5 separate regions of the Mus musculus genome follow, and all the other regions are linked to region 1. The links are chromatin contacts, called in public ChIA-PET, Hi-C and HiChIP or PLAC-seq maps. All regions are on one chromosome and are shown on one strand. The core of a region is the stretch at or near the end of the contact, and the rest is flanking DNA. Distances in the headings are between cores, read along the strand shown.

The links. Hi-C and Micro-C count contacts between places; a contact is called where the count stands out from the background. ChIA-PET counts read pairs in DNA pulled down with a chosen protein or histone mark. HiChIP or PLAC-seq counts read pairs in DNA pulled down with a chosen protein or histone mark.
Region 2: a contact with region 1 is called in an RNA polymerase II ChIA-PET map of memory CD8 T cells, with 16 read pairs. The contact joins the promoter of Otulinl here to the enhancer-like site in region 1. A contact is called at or near these places in 6 of 39 promoter capture datasets (embryonic stem cells, liver, pre-B cells and 2 more), 1 of 484 Hi-C or Micro-C datasets (embryonic stem cells), 4 of 115 datasets of contacts at active chromatin or transcription factors (double positive thymocytes, embryonic stem cells, memory CD8 T cells and 1 more) and 2 of 9 other capture datasets (adipose tissue and embryonic stem cells).
Region 3: a contact with region 1 is called in a Hi-C map of CD4 single positive thymocytes, with 5 times the contacts expected there. The contact joins two enhancer-like sites. A contact is called at or near these places in 3 of 484 Hi-C or Micro-C datasets (CD4 single positive thymocytes, granulocyte-monocyte progenitors and pre-megakaryocyte-erythroid progenitors), 1 of 115 datasets of contacts at active chromatin or transcription factors (memory CD8 T cells) and 1 of 9 other capture datasets (embryonic stem cells).
Region 4: an RNA polymerase II ChIA-PET map of memory CD8 T cells shows a contact between it and region 1, with 19 read pairs. The contact joins two enhancer-like sites. A contact is called at or near these places in 1 of 115 datasets of contacts at active chromatin or transcription factors (memory CD8 T cells) and 2 of 9 other capture datasets (embryonic stem cells and macrophages).
Region 5: a contact with region 1 is called in an H3K27ac HiChIP or PLAC-seq map of regulatory T cell precursor, with 3 times the contacts expected there. The contact joins two enhancer-like sites. A contact is called at or near these places in 3 of 484 Hi-C or Micro-C datasets (CD4 T cells, cerebral cortex and uterus), 6 of 115 datasets of contacts at active chromatin or transcription factors (astrocytes, double positive thymocytes, memory CD8 T cells and 3 more) and 1 of 9 other capture datasets (adipose tissue).

What each region holds. Positions count from the first base shown.
Region 1 is chr15:28,188,493-28,191,123 of GRCm38.p6, forward strand. It overlaps a transcript of Dnah5 not described here. Among named protein-coding and RNA genes, the nearest start is that of Dnah5, 14 kb to the right of the region's middle. Within about 2 kb of position 1,324, at least 48 of the 459 cell types and tissues checked have an H3K27ac peak or open chromatin away from gene starts, as enhancers often do. A contact at or near this core is called in CD4 single positive thymocytes, memory CD8 T cells, pre-megakaryocyte-erythroid progenitors and 3 more, where this site is marked.
Region 2 is chr15:27,680,224-27,682,854 of GRCm38.p6, forward strand. Otulinl (OTU deubiquitinase with linear linkage specificity like) reads right to left here and starts at 1,319. Exons shown (of 8, transcript NM_001242423.1): 1 at 1,174-1,319. The coding sequence starts at 1,228.
Region 3 is chr15:27,724,276-27,726,906 of GRCm38.p6, forward strand. No RefSeq gene overlaps it. Among named protein-coding and RNA genes, the nearest start is that of Otulinl, 44 kb to the left of the region's middle. Within about 2 kb of position 1,341, at least 119 of the 459 cell types and tissues checked have an H3K27ac peak or open chromatin away from gene starts, as enhancers often do. A contact at or near this core is called in CD4 single positive thymocytes, memory CD8 T cells and pre-megakaryocyte-erythroid progenitors, where this site is marked.
Region 4 is chr15:27,796,908-27,799,538 of GRCm38.p6, forward strand. All of the region lies in intron 34 of Trio (triple functional domain (PTPRF interacting)), which reads right to left. Among named protein-coding and RNA genes, the nearest start is that of Otulinl, 120 kb to the left of the region's middle. Within about 2 kb of position 1,309, at least 63 of the 459 cell types and tissues checked have an H3K27ac peak or open chromatin away from gene starts, as enhancers often do. A contact at or near this core is called in memory CD8 T cells, where this site is marked.
Region 5 is chr15:27,825,807-27,828,437 of GRCm38.p6, forward strand. It overlaps Trio (triple functional domain (PTPRF interacting)), which reads right to left. Exons shown (of 57, transcript NM_001081302.1): 28 at 2,460-2,552. Among named protein-coding and RNA genes, the nearest start is that of Otulinl, 150 kb to the left of the region's middle. Within about 2 kb of position 1,300, at least 79 of the 459 cell types and tissues checked have an H3K27ac peak or open chromatin away from gene starts, as enhancers often do. A contact at or near this core is called in memory CD8 T cells, regulatory T cells, regulatory T cell precursor and 1 more, where this site is marked.

The sequences.
Region 1 (2,631 bases), core at 74-2,573:
TTTCATGTGGGTTTATAGACCCATCATTAATAAAAGAACCTTCCCAACATGACACTCCTGTGCCAACAAACAGCATTCGACAGTTCTCTGAAAGGAAAGCCTGAAACTCAGGCTGGAAGGTAAGCAAGAGCAAGCTGAGGCTCATTACATTGAAATTCACTTTTGTGCTCAATTCAATTAATAAAACGCTACCTTTCATTCCTAATGCACTTGATAAGAAGAAAGAGTAACTACGTGTGTCTCTCAAGGCAATAAAGAATGGAGGAGTCAGTCTTGATGGCCATCTCATGCTGGAGGGAGAATGGGAAGCCCCCACCTTCTGTTTGGTAAGGGCTGCAGTAGGAAAGTGGCTTGTAGGAGGGGCTTGTAGGAGGGGCGGGACTTGGCCTTTCCATTCCTCGACATTTTCTTCCTTTATATGTCCCATATCTCTGTCACTGGTTATTTTATCCCAACAAATCAGACAGGAAACCAAGAAGAATGAGAACCGCAACGATCTGAGAGACACTGTCACAGGGATTGAAAGACGGGGATTGTTATTTAACAAAAAGGAATATCATGTTGACTTATACACAATGCAGGCAGTTTAAAAATGGTCATTCAGTGTGTATTTATTTCATGAGCTCTTGAGAAGTGCCAGGTGTTGTGTTAATGACAATATTTTAAAGTCACCTTTTTTTGTTGTTGTTTGTTTGTTTTAAACACTCATTAGGTTATATTTCTAAAATGCCATTATAGGGCTGGGGATACGCCTGAGTTGGCAAAGCGCTTGCCTACAGTGCACGAAGTTCCGGGTTTGATTCCCAGCACTGCACGCTTCAGGCATGTTGGTGCGTGTCAGTAGCTCCAGCACTCAGGACACAGAGGCAGGGGGGGTCAGAAGTTCAAGATCACCTTCAGTTACCTCTCGAGTTTCAGGTCAACTTTAAGCTCTAGGACTTCATGTCTAAAAAATACCCCAAAAACCAAAAACCAAAAACCAAAAAACCCAAAAAACAAAAACCACCCCAAACCAAAAACAAAAACAACCCCCCAAAACAAAACAAAAAACAAAAATCCAACCAAAACAACAAAACAACAACAAAAACCCAAACCCACTATTATTCACTATGAAAACTATTACACGCAAGATCAGACTCAAGGAACAGCTAACGCGCGTGCAACTTCAGAGGGAAGCTGTAAGATTCTGAAGAGACCCCATAAAAGAAAGGATGTAGAGAGGTTTCTGAGACTTGAATGAGGCGTGAGCATCAGAGAGAGTGCGGTAGGTAGGCAGACGCTGACAAAGCTGCGAGGACAAAGCACCTGTATCCTTATTGGCCAGAGTGGGTGCCTGTAGTGTGAGCCGGTGTGGTGTAGCACGCCTGCGGTCACCTGCGGAGTCATCACAGTTCCTTAAAGTCACCCTTTCCTGTAAACGTCGAGTGGTTTCACAAAGCGGCAGATTCAAGCCTGTGTTTTAGGGAAGGGGAAGGAAATGGAGAATCAGAGAGAAACCATTTTCTCCCAGGCCTTTCTGGTTCAGGCTTAGAGCGCCCTCTTGATCACACACTTTCTTCCAAACTGAAGGCAACTTTTCACAGACTGCGTCTCATTTTTAATTTCCCCCTTAAGTTCTCAGACTTGCTACCGCGCCTCCTCATTTACATGATTTAGCTCGGTTTCGGAACTGAATTTTAACAGATGTTATTATATTCGAAACAGTAACTCTTCAAGCATTTTAAGGGTAGGTTTTGAGTATTTTGCTTCACGAGGTTCATGTGTGATCTTTGATCTCCTTCCCCCCTCCCCCTCCCCTTCCTCTCCCCCTCCCTCTCCCCTTCCTCTCCCCCTCCCCATCCCTTTCCCCTTCCTCTCCCCTCCCCCTTTCTCTCCCCCTCCCCTCCCCCTTTCTCCCTCCCCCTCCCTTTCCCCCCTTCCTCTCCCCTCCCCCCTTCTCTCCTTCTCCCCTCTCCCCCTCCCCCCTCTCCCCTCCCCCTCCCCCTCCCTCTCCCCTGTGTTGGAAGGTGGGTGAGTAATGAATGAATCCAGGGAACATCTTCTTTTCTCTGTTGTAAGCTTGTGCAGGCAGCAAGTTGTCCTATATTGGAATAACATCCTTAACGTGGCATAAAATCTCACTGAGTGCATTCATGTTGGTGGCCTTTGGTGAGATTAATGAGCTTCAGTAAACACTTTTCTTAAAATACATTAATATTCTATCAAAATCATACCTGTAGTCTTTTAACGAGAAATGTCCACCACAAGCACGTGCATTTGAACACTTGATCCACAGCTAGTGATGCTGTTTGGGGAGGGGGCGGCGTAGCCATGATGGAGGAAGCACACCACTAGGGGTAGGTTTCACGCCGTTTTCAGTTTGCTTGCTCTGCTCTGTGCTCATGGTTGCTATAAGATCTCTGCCCTTCCCAGTCACCACACAGATGCTTGCTGCCCTGCTACCCTGATCTTCCTGACACAGTTACCATGCAGACGCTTGCTGCCACGCTGCCCTGACACACCAGATCCATACCCTTCTGGAACCATGAACATCAATACACTTTTCTTCCATAAGTTGGTTTGCTCACGACAATTTAGCACAGCAGTAGAAAAGTACTAATGCTTGAAAGACGAACTTAACCTGGAATCATC
Region 2 (2,631 bases), core at 69-2,568, 510 kb before region 1:
AAACCTACAGCAGACCCCACAGACTGAAACAAACGAAAGGTCCCTCTCTCTCCTTGGGCTCAGCGCACTGACACGCCTTGGACTTCGTGCAGAGAAAGGAAACGTTCTTGGTGGTTTTGTTAAGCCAAAGTAGGCATTCTGCAGTCTCCCAAACCAGCTCTTTCCCAGTCATGTCCTTGCCTCTGTTTCCAACTTTCTTTTCTCTGCCAAACTAAAGGAAGAAAGAAACAAAATAAAAAATGTTCGACTGGATACGCCCACAGGAAATACTTGGCTAATTCTATAATAACCTGAGGTGCATAAAGGTTAAACAAATGAGTTAATTCTCTAAACTTCAGAGACTTGGGTAATTTAGTCACAGACTAGGCTGGGAGAGGCCTTCGGAATTAACTTGTCCAGCATGCATTTCACGAATGGTTGATGTCTTGAATAACTCCTACCCAGACACTCTAGGGTGGACTGACGTCCAGACCTCGTGTCCTGAACAGTGTTGCTTCCACTACACAACACAGTGCTGTGTCAGAAGCTCCTACTAGGACGGAGAGCAGCAATTAGGAACATTCCCGGTGTCCAACAACCCCATTTACACACTGAAAGCAAGAACACACACAGCTTAGATTCACTACTAGGCTCACATTCCTTGAGTGGTAGATGGTGAAACACAGGATCCAGCGTGTGGCCCAACAAAACCTAGAGAAACTGAACCACGGACACAGCTGTGGGACCGGAAGAAAGACATTTCATCTCTAAGGTCTTTGGAGAGGACAGACCACTGCTACCCAGTGGGGCAGGGGCCCGAAATGCAATAGCGATCTACTGTCACCCTGTCCCCTTGGTGAGCATTTTTTTCCCCCTAAAGTCAAGAGTGTTCTCTGCGGTTTACAACTCTGGTTGCTGAAAAGGTGTGGGCCACATCCTCTCAAGGCGCAAACCCCGGTAGCTTAGTTTACAACCAAGTTGCTCCCTCGAGGACACCGACCAGCTTGTCCACGCGCCCGGGTACTCCTGGATAGACCCGCCTCTCTCCGATGGCCGGGGACTCAGATGCAACCCACGCACAGCCACGCGCGCGAGGTGTAGCCGTCCCCGCGCCACAAGCACCCTTCGCTCTCCCTCGCCCACCCTCCGCCGCCACTACACCCTCCGGGAGACTGTGCTCATCCCGGCGCCCACCTGAGGTGGTCCGAGCGCGCTCCCGCTCCCGCGGCGCGCTCCTCGGCGCCTCCATGCGGGATGCGCGCCTCCACCCGCGCGCACCCTCCGCTACAGCCCGGCGCCCCGCTCGCTTCTCCGCAGCCGCAGTCCCGAGCTCAGCTACTGTGACAGCCGTCCGTGCTCCCGCCCTGAACGCAGACTGACGCCCGGTGCCGCCACTCAGAAGCTAGGGCGGAGTCTAGGGCGGAGCCTCCGCGCGAGGTAGGCGTGAAGGGCGCGGCGGCGTGGAAAGCTCAGAAGCTCAGCGATGGGAGCGCTGCGGAGGCCGCGGCTCTGCCCCTAGGGCTGCACCTCCACGCTCACCCTGGGCGTTCCACTGGTTCGGATCTAGAGTCCTCTCGGGAGCTCTGCACCAGAGCCAGAGAACTTGGGGAAGAGACTGATGGGCCGAGGGACCGAATGCCCCTCACCAGCTCAGGACAGCTTGGTGCCTCGATTCCCTGTTCACCACGGGACAAACCTGCTATGTCTGCGCCGGAGAGCTAGAGGCTGGGATCCAAAAGCAACTGCACCCGGGGCTTGTTCCACTACGTGGGGCAGGGCTTCCTCGTCTTTCTGCATGGGTCAGCACATTCGGCTAATGCGTGCTTGGAACTGTTTAGGGACGAACAAGAGCATTCTTGACAAAAAGTGGTTCCATAAAGTAATTTCTTAATTGTTAAAAAACAATACAAAAAGCTAACAGAAAAAGTAAATGGCCTAACAAGAAAAGGATACAAGATTTTTTTTGCTCCTGATTAACTAATTTGATGGACCCCTCCTTTTTTCCAGAAGAAGACAAGAGAGGGGGAGGGGAAGAGGGAGGGGGAGGAGAAGAGGGAAGGGGAGAGGGAGGGGGAGGAAGAAGAAGAAGAAGAAGAAGAAGAAGAAGAAGAAGAAGAAGAAGAAGAAGAAGAGAAGAGGAGGAGGAGGAGGAGGAGGAGGAGGAGAAGAAGAAGAAGAAGAAGAAGAAGAAGAAGAAGAAGAAGAGGAGGAGGAGGAGGAGGAGGAGGAGGAGGAGAAGAAGAAGAAGAAGAAAAAGAAGAAGAAGGAGAAGAAGAAGAGAAGAAGAAGAAGAAGAAGAAGAAGAAGAAGAAGAAGAAGAAGAAGAAGAAGAAGAAGAATCATCTCCATGAGTACTTCCTTTTTCTCCAGTGCAGACAGATTCCAAATACAAAAAGACTAGCATGCAAAATATCCTGGCAGCCTCCGGAAAAATAAGCGCCATAACTAAAGAAACATGTGGAAACAGCCTGGAATTTTGTGTGAGTTCAATAGCCTTAGGGCTATGTCAACAAGTCATTGAAACATTGCAAGTCTCTCTGGATCTCAGAACAAAGGATCAAAAGGATCGTACATCTTTAGTCTTGCCTCAGAAATCCCTGTCAGACCAAAAGCCTGAGTCAGCAGCACCAGGCAACTAAGAGAGCTGGCTCA
Region 3 (2,631 bases), core at 91-2,590, 460 kb before region 1:
CCTCTCCTCCTGCCTCCAATCCTGACCCTGGATACTGGCCCCTGTGAAAGCACGGATTTTGTGATAGCTTGTATCACTGTCGCACAGAATGGGATACAGTAACTGAGGTGGCTCAAGGGAAACTTGTGGGAAGAGGAGGTGCCTCAGAGAAACCAGGTCAGGCCACAGTTCAGGCAAGTGAGGGTGGGGTCTGCTCACCGCTCCTTTATGCCTCCTGTTTGTCTGCTCAGCCATAAAAACTGAAACAGGAAATCGAGGTCCTCTGACTTCCTGTCTTCTTTGGTGAGCTCTGGCGAAAATCCATTGTGTAGGAGGGTCTTGTACTACAAGATGGTTTCCGTGTTTGAAAAAAACAAAAACCAAAAAACCCCTAGATGCTTTGTATCTTTTCTCTCTTGGTGTAAACAATGAAAAGTCAGGATGGAAATGGGCCCCGTGCATCCTAAGCAGTTCCCCAGCTATCAGCCCAGTGTGTCTCCCGCCCTGCTTCCTACCAGGCATTCTGACACAGTCGTTGCTATTTGAGCTCCTTAACAGGAATAAGTGGAGTCATAAAGAACCGGTGGGTAGACCCCACCGGAGGAAGAGGCTCTCAGCTTTCAATAGCAGTGCAAAGTGTGTTTCCTCTAATGCTGGTGCTGACATCAGCTTGCTATACTCTGTTCTTTTCCTTGAACATTCACAAGAGCCTTTGAATGCCAAACCTGTATCTTGCACTAGGAGGTAGATGAGAGGAGCTTGACAGACCTGAACAGAAGCCCTGAGCTGAGCTGCCAGCAGAGGAGCGACAGACAGAGCAAAAGATAACACTGTAACGCTCCTGAATGGTGAAGAAGAAATGGTATCAGGAGAGATAGCTGAGGAAGCAAATCCTGTCAGATCCAGTCTCCCAAGAGTCCCGCCCTCTATAGCAAACCACAGACCCAATGGTGTGATGCCTGCTTCCTCTCTGGAGGTTCTGCTTCTCTTCAAGGCCCAGCTCAACTGTTGTCTCAGACCTCTGTGAGACAGTCCTTTGTACTGTCTGTTTTAGCAATCATTTAAGTCCGTTGTCTTCTTCTCCCTCCTTCCAGATCCTTTTCAAGATCAGAGGCAACGAGTCCCCATGCATGTGTCCTCACTGTGTACTGTGTGCAGTAATCATGGTGCTCACTGGCCTGTCTAGTCTCTCATTTCCTGTCTGTCATCATTATGCTCTGGGTATTATGAGCAAGTGTTAATGGCTAAGTAGGATTTCTATATGAAATAAGTCTCCAGAAGTTACCAGATAGCAGATGATTGCAGAGCTTAACTTCTGACACTCACCACTGTAGTGCCTACTGTGAAAAGAAAACCAAGCAGGTCACGTGTCTTAGGAAGTAGATGTCATATAACCCTAAAGCTATGAAGCTTCAAGAGCGAGTCTGATCCTAGACTTCAGCGTCTGGGAGGACAGAGTTCACATTCTCTTTCCTTCTCCTGTTGACTCCAACAAACAGCCCTGGGCTTTGTCTGTGAAGAGTGCAGGAAATCTCTGCAAAGTGAGGAGAAGATGCAGAGTACCCAGAGACCTCAGGTCTTCGAGATTTCTTTTTGTGGCATCTGCCCATACTTGGAGCTGAAGTAGCCAGCAGCCTGGAAGTGACAACTGGTGGAGACCAAAGGACCCCACAAAGCCTGCGCCTGCACTAAGGATGAGGCCCAACTGCTAAGGAGTTTTCAGGCAACGGCTGAGTGGCTACCCTTCTCTGGCAACACATCAAAGCAGAAAGTGCAGTTTCAACACAACAAGTAGACAAATGCAGAGCCACAACTTTACCCCTGCCCTGCCTGAATGAGGCACGAAATCCCTGATTGTGCTTGACGATGCCAAGTGGGGAGCCAGTACAAGCAGCCTATATTCTTTGCTTGACTCAAGAGGGACATTAGGAATGGGCAAAGCATCGCTCGTGCCGACATCACCAGCTCATTTTGGTGTGTCGCTAGCTCTTTGTGTTTCTAGGTTTAGGCAATGAGGTTAACCAGACTCTCTTGCTCAATTCAAAACAGAAATCACGATGAGAGAAGCAATAGCATCCAAATGAGGCTTTACTGGGTGTTGTACTCACGAAGGGGACTCCAAGGAAGAGTTACTTGGGCCCCCATAGGATGTGAAGGGCAGATCCTACACAGACAGGAAGTAGACGCTGGTACAGAGGTGGAGCTAGCTGTTGCAGAAGGCCCCGGGATTTCTGCACAGCTCTCTTCAATTTTTTGTTTTTAGCACTGAGTTTTGCAGTTGGCAGAGAGATGTAGTGTACTTGTGCCTTGGGTTCCTCTGTGCTTGGCTGGTAAGAGACAGCTCAGGTGCCAACCGAGGAAGTCCTTCATGGCTAAAGTGCAGACATACTGTACTTGCGACTGACTGCAAGGAAGCTGGGGAAGGGCTCAGAGACTCCTGAGCCTGGTAATTGGTAGAAACACTTCCTTGAAACCCGTTTGCTTTTGGTTGGGAACCCCGGTGGGAGAAGAATTGGACTTTCTTGCTGTGGCTCAGTACCACTCTGCCAGGCAGAGTGTCTGCTCTTACTGGTACCAGAGAAGACTGTGGGGGGAGCTTATAGTTTTGATTCCACCCACCCACAACAGCACATCCATCCTCTCTAATGACAG
Region 4 (2,631 bases), core at 59-2,558, 390 kb before region 1:
TCACGTCTCCCTGAACACAGGGATACATAGTCAGTCTAGTCTGCCAGGCCCACCTCCAGAGGCCTGAGTATAGTTTATTCAGGGCCGTGGCCAGCTGAGCTGCACCAGGAATCAGGGGCGAGCCTGAGGAAACAGAACAGGTTCACTCCATGCGGCTGCTCTCACATGATGCAACCCCAAGAGACCAAGCACTTCGAGTGGAGAGCTCCCATGGCACACCTTCTGCTTCTGACAGCTCGCACTCTCCAGGATGTACACTCTGAAGGAGGAGGCCCTCATCGGACTGGTTATCTGCACTCTAGTGTCTCTATATTGTCAGTGTTAAAGTCTATCTTCCAGAGATGGGAGGTGGAAGAAGGTCCGGAGCCCCAGTCCCTCCCACAGCCCTGCTGGCCTGTTTGCCATCCCCTGCTCAACCACAGTCCCTCTTTGTTTTCCCTCACCCAGCACCTATGGCTTATTGGTTTGCTTGCTTGTTTGTTTTTAAGACGGGGTATTGTTAGGTAAGCCAGGCTGGCCTCGAACTCACAATCCTATGTCTGCCTCCTGGGTGCTGGGATTGCAGGTGTGCATCACGGCCCAGCAGGCCATTTAAAACAGGCGTGGGAAGATGGGTCTCTTGCTCACTGTTTATGCCTTGGCAGCAGCTATCATTTTCTGACGACCTAACATGGGTGCTGCCAATGCCTGCTCTTGGATTGTTCCTGTTCTGAGAAATGCTTAATGTAAAGCTGGAACGGGGGAAAGGCTCCCAACACCAGGCCCTCTGCAGAATAATAGCGGCTTGTGTGGCTCCGTAATTATATGCTCCGCAGAAAGCACTTCTTAATCACGGGGTCTGGGATTCATTACTCGGCCTCGGATGTGCAGTGCCCAGGAGAGGGGCGATGTTTTTAATTCTTGGTGCGACTCCACGTTCTTGAGTTTTTCTTCCCACAGGGATTTACATTAGCAGCTGTTCAAACAGAATAAAACTGTGCTTTCCAATTGAATTAAAAAGCCGCACACAGATCCTCCATTGTATGTGTTTTTAAGAACACGTGGGCAGGTATGGGTTTGAGATGCCTTCGTGAACCTGGGGTGTTCTCTGGTGGCAGGGTCCCTGTGGTATGACGCAAATGCCCAAACACGCTGGAATCTATTGTTAATGTCACTAAAGACTCTGATACCCTACACTTTTTGGAACTGTTTTAGGTCACTTAAAAGTCACGAGTTATTTCCGTCTCATCTGAGACAGGCAGCTTAGGAGTCGGCTGCTGGAGTGAACGGAGGGAAATCATGAGATGCTTTGGGGAGGATGCTGAGGCCCAGGCTTGTGGAAGGCCACGGGTACCCAGTCTCGACTGAGGCCTGCTGTCAGGATGAGGAGGTCTGGAGGTGAGGGCGACTGTGAGTCACACTTAGTTCAGAACAGGCTCCAAAACTGCATTGCTCTTGGTGTCCACGGTGCAGCCTGGACTGGCCCCATGCTACTGCGGTCCTTGGTGCTGGAGTCTACATCTTGAACATTCTATCCAAGGTGAATCAGAGGGCGAGACCGGAGCTCTGTGACTGGGACGAGCCTTCTTCTGCTGTCTATACTGTGACTGGAAGGGCTGGCGTTGTCTTCAGGGCTGGGAATGTGGTTTGGATGGGGCACGGTAATCACTACTACTGCTTGGTCTCCAAGGGAAAAACACTTGGACATACTCTATGTTTTGGGGTCAGCTGGGAGTATGGGTGGCCTGGGTATGGCTTTTTGAGTATAAACATACCTGGTGACATGATGAAGTTCCCATCCCCATCTGTAGACCTCAGGGAAGGAGTGGGGAGACCTGGCCTCATCCTAAACCCACAGGGTAAAGAAGAGCACAGGAGCTATCAGGCGCAGCCGTGACCTCACCTGTGCAGACGATAGGGCTGAGCTGAGGACAGCATCCATGGGGGGCAGATAAGCCCTCAGACACTCTGTAATTGGCACCCACTGTAAACACATGCTGACTTCATCCTGACATTGTGGTTATACTCGTGGTCATGATCAGAATGAGCTGTGGCGCTCAGTGACTCCAGCACAGGCCCTAACCATGCAGCCACCCATCCCAAGAAATGATAAGTCATTTCAGGAGTAGCCTTCGGCACAACAGCATTTATTTCTTTGAATTTCGAGTGATGGCCCTAGAAAATCAATTGCCCAGTGTATGACGTTAGCGTTACAGAGAGAACAGGATTGGACAGTGGGGTCACAGTGGGGGGGAGAGCACTTGCTTCTCTCCTTGCTACCTTGCCGAGCCTATGCTCCAGCTGGGGAATCCTCAACATACCCCTCTGTGGCCCGGCAAACAATGTGTCCATTTTCTCTGTGTGTGGCTACCTTTCAGTGCGCGGGGAGTTTCTCTGCTCCTTTTTATCAGCCGGTGATTTATTTGTAGCTCTGGTTTATTTGTAGTTCTGTCTACTCTGATATCTGCAAGCTCAGCCTGACAATCACAGCCATCACTCACTGCAATCTGTTTAAAGCTCTTCCAGTGAGTTCTCTGACAATTTCCCTGTCTTCCATCACCGGAGCTTTTAAGACTGTGGTGGCTCTTTCCAGGTTGCCCTAATGTGGGCAAACACTTGTGAACCAGATCAAGATCGATTCTGTAGAGCCTG
Region 5 (2,631 bases), core at 50-2,549, 360 kb before region 1:
GACTGCAAAACGCTCTGCCAGCCACACCTCAGCAGAATCCATGAGAGCTCACGGTGCTCAGGAAACAAACAAAAAGGGAATCACTCAGGTTCACATAGGCAACAGTGTCTGATCTACTTGAATGAGGACCTGGAGGAAGTCAGATCCCGTCGCCGTTCTGAAAGAAGTTGTTATGCCTTGCCAACCACATCTCCAAAATGAGAAAATAAATGTTACTGGTTTGTAAGGAATATGGAATTGTGACAAGTGACAGCCATCCACAGTCTACCTGCCCTGCTAATCCCACAATGTCGGGGGCTGGCTGGACCCTGAATCAGAATAGCAACACAACACAGACCACTCCTCTGTGCAGGCTCCTTAGGGAGGTACTAGCTACAAGCTACCACACATCTCCAGGGTATCTATGTGTGTCATGCTACTTCCTGACTTCCTGGAAGCTCCTCAGCTCCCCCGTGAGTAGGACAGCAGGAAACACAAGCTTACATCCTGATGGGTCTCTCTCAGGTATTCCTTCATGGGTGCCAGACCGTTCTTGGTCACAGTGACAACAATCTTGTGTATATGATTCCCAAGGGGTTCAGAGCAGTGTGGTCATCAGCTTGGGGGAGGGGGAACTAGAGCAGTGGTTCTCAACCTGTAGATAGCATCCCTTCAGCAAACCCCTATCTCCAAAAATATTTACATTATGATTCATAACAGTAGCAAAATTACAGTTTTGAAGTAGCAATGCAAATTTTCTGGTTGCGGGGGGGGGGGGGTCACTGAAACATGACAAACTGTATTAAAGGGTCACAGGCATTAGGAAAGTTGAGAACCCCTGGTCTAGAGAACTCAGTCATCTGATGGGCACCTTCATGTTTGATCAGATGTGTATGCTTCTGAGGAGCTGGGCAGAAACTGCCTTACAAGTACAATGTGCCTCAACTCCCTCCGTGCAGACTGCCTTCCCACTGGGGAGGTCTGATGGAGTTTACTACTGTTCCCAGCAGAGTTTCTGGGGAAAATGAGAAAGATTTACAAGTAGAAGTGTAATCTTAGTGGACACAGAAGCTGAGAACAAAGCCTTGAGTTCTGAGGGCAACAAGGGACAACGGTGAGACAAGGCACTTGTGCAGACTTAGGAAGCAAAGGGGACAAGACCTGAATGCAAACCAGCAAAACCCAGCCTCCCAGCTTACGCCATGCTCACAGACAGCAGCAGCAGATTTGTGTAGTGATGGCTATCTAGTCACTGAGTAAGACTGTCATACAGAAGTACAGGAGAGGAGGTGCGGTGTGGCTTGGTGGTAGAGTGCTCACCCAACTTGTGTGAGGCCCTGGTTTGATCCCTGGCACTGCACTGTGTGTAAAGGAGGTGGGGGTTGTGGTAGTAGGGTTTTCGAGATAGAAAGGTCTCTTGATAGTACACATCTGTATAAAAGAACACAGCCATGTTTTACAGTTGCTAGGTCTCTCTTACTGAGAGAGCTTTAGACACCCTTAAGCTTCAGTGTCCTACTGCACGCCCAGGGCAGCAGCTGACAGAGCTGGGATTAGTGGACAGTCTACACGCTAATGTTTCAGCGCGTCCTTCACCGGCAGAGGAAATATAGTACCTTTGCCAGACAAAAGTTGTAAATGACTCTTAATGCAGCAAGCAAACATGCATTAACGACATAACGCATCTGTGGTAAGTTTGTTCCCCTTTCTACTGTTGAAAATAATCAGACTTAAATTTTTGCAAGGGCAATTTTAGATCTACTTAATTGCAACAAAAAGCAGAAGCCCTTGGGATCAGTAGGGACATGGTCTATAAAATGGCTAGCAGCCATAGGGAGCGGCATGAGGGCAGAGTGTTCCGGAGTCCATGGAAAACCTGCGCATCAGCCAGGTATGGGTTCAATGCTGGCACATATCAGCAATGATTCTGAGCATTTTTGTGACGCAGGGCAGATAGTCTCCAGACTTTCCAATCAGCGCTGCTGCGGGTTAAACATGTACAGGTGCTGTGTCGGGGTCTCAGCACCAGAGTCTGAGGATGCTAAAGGTCCAAGAGCCAGGAACTTATTTCTCAGTCAAATACCATTCTACATTGCAGACAAGGGCCAGCCAGTTCCTTCAGGGTACAACTAGGGGATATGATCTTAGGTATCTGCTTCAATAAGAAGCTGGACAGGCCAAGAAATGTCAGTGAAGGAAGCCACAGACACATGTGCACAGGGGATACATATCAACACAGGATGTGATGTTGCCGATGGTAGATGGAAACCACAGACACATGTGCCCAGGGGATACATATCAACACAGGATGTGATGTTGCCGATGGTAGATGGAAACCACAGACACATGTGCACAGGGGATACATATCAGCACAGGATGTGATGTTGCCGATGGTAGATGGAAACCACAGACACATGTGCCCAGGGGATACATATCAACACAGGGTGTGATGTTGCAGATGGACAATGTTTCATACACACCTTTAAAAGGAGCTGATACTTTGTTATCCGCTGAACTGGTTTGATCAGGTAGGAAGAGATGGAATTGGCTAAGCCATGCCGCTGCTGGATCTCCTATATTTAAATAAAACAAAAAAAAAAAAAAAAAGGGAAGCTTTATCATAGGGTCATTACTGTTAAACATGGGCACAGT